Linked DNA regions of Drosophila melanogaster: region 1 is linked to region 2. Evidence: chromatin contacts called from public Hi-C data. All regions are on one chromosome and are shown on one strand. The core of a region is the stretch at or near the end of the contact, and the rest is flanking DNA. Distances in the headings are between cores, read along the strand shown.

The links. A called contact is a pair of places that touch in the nucleus more often than the background predicts.
Region 1: a contact with region 2 is called in a Hi-C map of the Kc167 cell line, with 2.4 times the contacts expected there. A contact is called at or near these places in 3 of 107 Hi-C or Micro-C datasets (the D17-c3 cell line, the Kc167 cell line and larval brain).

What each region holds. Positions count from the first base shown.
Region 1 is chr3R:25,981,711-25,984,909 of dm6, forward strand. Nf1 (Neurofibromin 1) reads left to right here and starts at 1,303. Exons shown (of 17, transcript NM_001276050.1): 1 at 1,303-1,638; 2 at 1,882-2,025; 3 at 2,125-2,509; 4 at 2,565-2,706; 5 at 2,763-3,199. The coding sequence starts at 1,582. fid (fire dancer) reads left to right here. Exons shown (of 5, transcript NM_143196.3): 5 at 1-1,026.
Region 2 is chr3R:24,250,918-24,254,373 of dm6, forward strand. It overlaps beta-PheRS (Phenylalanyl-tRNA synthetase, beta-subunit), which reads right to left and starts at 1,762. Exons shown (of 5, transcript NM_142980.4): 1 at 1,579-1,762; 2 at 1,449-1,504; 3 at 1,228-1,385; 4 at 1-1,161. The coding sequence starts at 1,636. It overlaps jar (jaguar), which reads right to left. Exons shown (of 17, transcript NM_079754.4): 14 at 3,087-3,207; 15 at 2,911-3,028; 16 at 2,746-2,847; 17 at 1,909-2,681. The coding sequence ends at 2,401.

The sequences.
Region 1 (3,199 bases), core at 53-2,552, 1.7 Mb after region 2:
ACGCAGGATTGCACTGCATTGAAATCCAATTTCAAAGGAAAACTTAGCTGTAAGAACGAAACCAATCGAATCGAATGCGATAACGAAACAACGCAAGCTAAATACAAATCTTACTAGTTATACGAGCATATTCTATTTACAACGATCATCTGTTTGTATCTTGCGCTATCTGCAGACTAAGTTTCAAGCACTTTATGCTATAATTTCGAAGCGAATAATCATCAAACGTCCATTGCAGCCAACATATACCACTTATACAAGAGAAAATCAAGATACCAGTTAAGCAGCTAGAACAAAGTAATATAGCAACTATGTACGTGCATGTATACACTCCTTAAAACTGCAAAGTTAATAGAACCCTCTAAAAATATCAATAACTGCATTTAAATCTATGAGAAAACCGTACATATATCGAATGCAAAGTAAAATCAAAAATATATACACAAAACAGTTTAAGAAACTCTTTCCGCAAGCTCACAATTTTCCACATATATAAATTTTTCACCTTTTTAAAGCACTTTTTTATTTACTTTAATTGATTGGATAAAGTACCCAACTCACTTCCCAAAAACGGCCAATAAGACGATTGTAACATAAGCCTATGCCTAAACTCAAATTTTTGTCAGCTTAAGAAGGGTTATTTGAAAAATAACGCAAACATTTTCAATAAAACCAAATATATACATATATATACCTATATGCGACTGTACATGTGTTTTTTAGCTAGCTAAACTAACTTTATACCGTAAAATAATAGAACAATTGAATAAATATTAACTAACGTTGGACGCAACACTAAATTACAACAGATAGAACTCGATTTGAACCTATTACTGCTCGAAATGCTGAAACATTATAAACATTAAGTATTGCTGGAAAATATGTATAATTTGCACAGAGCCAAACAGGCACACTCAAACGGAATTAACTCAAAACCCAAGCTACAAAACCATCTGAAATATTTAATATTGATAATTTGTAATGCATTAACAACAACATTAAATAAACTAATAATACTTACTGAACTGAATCTGTTTTAAAAATCATTTATATTTCTAATTGGAACACTTAGACCATATAAAATAATAGCATCAAATGAGATAGAACGAAATGAAGGCCAAATATTTTTGGAATTTTTAAACGCTCCTGTGAGCGCGCGCATTTACTTGTGGCTTATGGTCACCCTAATGAATTCAGTACTAGTTGGTCTGATGCCATCACTATTTGAAAATAAGCGATATATCGATAGGATGTAATTGTTATCACTTATAAAAGCGTTTCGGTATTGTGAAAGAAATGGAAGGCGGTACACACACAATATAAACATCCAAATAACAGCCTGTAAGCCCTTAGAAAATTCCCATAAAAAAAGAAACAGTGCCCGTTTTGTAAAGCCAAACCATCCAAATTGTTGGAAGAGAAGGAAGTGAACGTCTCAGGAACTGAAAAAAACACCAAGGATAACGAACAAAGATGCCACTCAACCAATTGCCACTCCCCAAGCTCAACGAAAAGCTGCCCTATTTAGTTGCTGAAATGCAGTAAAAAACGCATAAACAACTGTTAAAACACCACAACAAGATGACCCAGAAGCCAGGCGAGTGGGCTAGCGCCCTTTTGGCACGTTTCGAGGATCAGGCAAGTGTTTTCCAATCGCTTTTCCGCAGTTGCGTTTTCGCAAGCGAAAAAATGTACCTGCTGCTCTGCCTCTTCCTCCCCCACACATGCTCACAGCGACCTTGCGAGTGTGCGTGCCTCACCCGCTCTGTCAGTGTGAGCTCTCAATCAAATGCGTGGGAGAGCGAGATAGCAACAATAACAAAAACACCGGTTCCCGCATGAATGAAGTGGAATTGAGCAATCAATGGTTTACTTTTTCAGCTGCCAAACAGAATCGGTGCCTATGGCACGCAGGCCAGGATGAGCCAGGACCAATTGGTGGCCTGTCTGATCCACATATCGCGCTACCGCTTCTCCCTTGTCATATCCGGTCTCACCAAGATGCTGCAGAGGGTCAATGAGGCGGTAAGTACTCCATTCTCTATTGTTAACCCTTAAACTATGTTGCCTTATTTTATGGGGCTAGGATACGATTAAATTACTTAAACAAAAATTTCATTGCAGGCCCTTCAAAATCGCCATGAGCCAGAGCGTTGCTACTTTGAGTCGCTGGTCATCATACTGACCACTCTGGAACGCTGTCTGACCAACCAGACCAAGGACACAGCACGTTTTGAAGAGGCCATGAATGTGAAGCTTCTGCTGCGCGAGATCTCCCAGTTTGTCGACGTCCAGAGCGACAGCAATCCGAATGCCGCCCAGCTCAAGGCCCTGGCATCCAAGGTGCTCTTTGCCTTGTCCCAGAATCACTTCTCGGCGGTGTTCAATCGCATATCGGCCAGGATTCAAGAGCTGACATCCTGTTCCGAGGAAAACCCGGACTACAACGACATAGAATTAATTCAACACATCGATATGGATATGATAAAGCTAACCAAGCTGCTACAAGGTAAACTAACTTTTTTAATATTTCGGAAAGGTTAAACAACGTTTTACGTTTCCAGAAACCATCACAAAGTTTCGATCGAAGCGTGCTCCACCTTTGATCTTGCTTTACTCGCTGGAGAAGGCTATTTGGAACTGGATCGAGTACCATCCACAAGAGTTCCAGGACTTGCAACGAGGAACCAATCGAGATATATCAACGTAAGAGGAATTACAAGCGTTTTTAAAGTCACATTAATTGATCCTGTTTCGTTTAGCTGCTGGGAACCCCTGATGGACTTTGTAGAGTACTTTAAAACCGAAAACAAGAAAAGCAAGACTCTTGTTTGGCCGCTTCAAATGCTCTTGCTGATATTGAATCCCTCTTGCCTTGAGGCTGTTGTTAACGAACTTCAGCAGTCGGAGAAAGAGAAGGAAAAGGACAAGGAAAAGGTTGCCTCGAAGTCAGCGCAATCCACGTCCCGGGACAAGGACTTCTCGGCCAAGCAGTTCATCGAGAGTATCAAGAGAGGCTTGGGCCAGCACTCACCATCCAAACAGGTGACCGAATCTGCGGCAATTGCCTGTGTAAAGCTGTGCAAAGCATCCACCTACATCAACAACACCGACTCCAATAATGTGGTCTTCAAGTTGGTGCAATTCTTTATCAACGATCTCAAGGCACTGCTCTTTAATCCAGCAAAGCCCTTTTCGC
Region 2 (3,456 bases), core at 512-3,011:
ACGTCGCTGATCTCGAAGAGCTTCAGGGGTAGCGGCATCTTGCGATTGGCCACCAGCGTCTTGAGGAGACCGGGCAATAGGGTCGTGCGCACTACTTGGAACTCCAGGGTCTTGGGATTGCCTATGTGCACGGCCGGCAAGGCGTCGATGTTCTTGTTCAGCTTGCGCCCAATGTCATCCCGTGAGCAGAGCGTAAAGGTCAGCGCCTCGGTGAAGCCCGCCTGGGCCACCTGTTCGCGCAGTTGTTCGGTCAGTTTGTTAAGTGGGAATTGCTTGGCAATTTGCATGAATGCAGGCAGGGACTTCTTAATGTTGTTGTAGCCGTAGGCAATAGCCACGTCCTCGTAGATGTCGCACGCGTGGATGACGTCGTGCCGTGTGGGCGGGATCTTAACCACCAGCGAGTCGCCATCGACCTTGGCCTCCAGATACATGCGCGTCAGCATATCTGCGAGCTTTTCCGCCGGCTCATCGATGCCAATATAGGCATTGGCGCGCTTTACCGATATCCTCTCCTCGCGCACCTCCAGTTCCGGATAGGAGATCACACTGCCATCGGGTTGCACCACATCGCACGGCTCCACGGTAAACTTCTGGGCGCAGTGCTCGGAAAAGAGGCACACAATGGTGTCCAGCACCACTTTTGCCTTCGTTCTATCCGTGGCCGTGCACTCGATGAATACGTTCTTGGTCTTCAGCGTAATCTTGGAATGATCACCGTTGATGATGGGCGGCAGTGAAAGCACCACACGGTTGGCATCGTAGATCACTGGATAAACCGGTGATTCCCGAATGATTGGCAGATATTGCTTCAGCTGCGCATGCGTGGAATAGAAGTCCATGAGCTCGCTGCCAGTCATCTCCTTGGTTTGGTTAAGTGGTTTGAACTTGATTTGATCCGGCGCCAGAGCCTCGTAACTGAAGGGTCCCTGTAGGGTGTCCAGATCGTGCGTTCCGATAGCCACCAGAGTACGCTTCCGGCAGATGTTCTGATGCAGCTTGTCCTGCAGATCGATGAAGCTGTTGTAGGAGGCCTGCGTAAAAGTCACGTTCCGGAGCACAGCGGCCACAGCGTACGGACGGATCTGCGCCGTCGAAGGGTCAATCTTCAGCACCTGCCTCTTGGCCAGCTCCACAAACTGGAACTTAGGGGGCTTGAGTCTGAAAGGGCATAGTTCCATCCTGTAGCATAGTTCCATTAATAGGAAAGCGATGCATCGAACTTACTTTCCCTGGAATACCAGCAGACCCGTGACCAAGCCCTCTAAACAGAGCAGATCATACCGATTGGCGGGTATGTCGATTCTGTATATGATCTCCTCGCTGGCATTGGCCGCCGCTGCCACATCGCCCTGTTCCTTGGTCAGCATCTGCTTCTCCGTGGTCTGTGGGCATTATTTCACGGGATTTTAACATGTTTGTACTCTTTATTAGTCAGCAGCACCTACCACTTCGTCCAGCTCCAACCCGAAGGCAAAGCAGAGATCCTGGAACTCATCATCGGCTACGGGAAAGAGGTAAATATTAGGGAGCTCCAAGCGATGAAAACGTGATTACACGTGGACTTTTCAAACTCACTGTACGTCTTGCCGAGCGCCTCGAAGAGCAGATCACGTTTAACTCCAATGGTGGGCATATTGAATGAATCACCTGTTAGTCCCGAGCTGGCTTTTAACACAGATAAATGGGCTTAAACACAAATTGGCTTATTTCAGACCGGTGCCAGTGTTGCCAATTTATGGTGACCTTATTTTGCAGTACTATCGCATGGGCGATGTTTTGATGGTCACCCTGACTTATGCAGGAGGGTCACACTATTTTCCATAAAATAGATTGTGCACACTAAGAGATTGATGAAAACTAAATAAATCGACTCGTTCACACTAAGCTCAGGGGTAATTTTGAGTTACGTTTAAGTTCTCATATATTTCATATTTCATTTTGATTCAAATATTCACTTCAAATATTTATTTTTAAAATACTGTAAAATATATATATATATATATTCAATTATGTAAATACATCGCAGTGAACTAAATACACAATTTAAATGGTAATTAGTTAAATACTAAATACAACTTGCCGTTTCCTTTTACATCATAAGATTCACTTAATTAGAGATATATATTTGTATAGCTAAGTGTATAAGGCCCCCAAAAACAGTCCGGGCGCGCACAAAATGATTGGGCAAATGGGATCGGAATCCAAATTAAAGGATACACATTTCTAATCAAATATAGTTATATTTACTAAAAATGTTTTATGGACGTGGTCGCTTTCCGTAAAATTTGACTGACAAAAACTTATTTTCGAGTTTCGTTAGTTACCAATTTTGACCTATTGACCATCGAAACGGCAACGTATTTGATCAATGCAGTGCCTGTTTGTCGTATTGGGGGTCTACTGTTGTTTCTGCATTGCTGCAGCCGGCCCATTCGGTTTTGCCGCACCCAAATTCTTATAAGCCTTGCCCCCGTTGCGCTCCCATTCGCGATTGAACTCGTGCTCCAGGATCTCGGCGCCGCGCTTGCGCGTCAGACCCGTCTCCTCCAGGCTCAGTTCGCACATCTGCATGTCGTCCGTTCCGGCTACCAGTAGAATTGGCGGCTTGTCCGCATGCAGTTCCATCTGGCGTGCGATCCACTGGCCATCAAAGTGGGCATACCACAGGCCGCGCTTGGCTGCAGGGGATTTATCATTAAACTTTGAATATTTCATTATTTTATAGTCGCGGCGAACACTCACTGTTGTCCGGCGCATTGGCTCGCATGAAGGGAATCCGGAAGTAGCGATGCTGGGCGGTCACAATCTCCTGGATTGGCTGAACCAAAGGCGGCTGCTTGAAGGCTGCAATCGATATGGTTGATAGGATTATAAAATAAAATATAGATTTCAGTGCTATTTACTTACCAGCTTCCATAACGCTGCGTGGCGCACGCTCGTTTTCATCCATGGTGGTGCGCTTGCGGTTCTTTGCCTTCCAGGCGTGGTACACCTTCAAGCGGCGATGGAACTCCTGACGGCAGGCCTGCAAAATCATGGGATTAATCCAAGTGTTAAGTGAGCAATTCCTTTTGAAGACTTACCTCCAGCAGCTCAATATCACAGGACGTGTTGATAGCATCACGCAGCTCCGAGTACTTCCACTTGGACAAGTCGTACTTCTGCTTGCCCAGGGCCTGTTGTTGGGCTCGAACATTTTCGGATCTGGCACAGGAATCGCAAGAACAATTAGCATCATTTTCAATTAAATTCTTTTTACAAAGATATGTACATATGTATATATTCAGCGCAAGCAAACAAAGTGAGTCATTGATGGCATCAAATATAAGTAGGAGAATCGAAAGGCAACAACTAAAAGCCAATGGGAGTTTGCTAGTAGTAGTATAGGCTACAGATGATTTGAATTAGTGGGCACGAGCTTATTACTTTAGGTGTTAGTAATTTAGTTAGTAT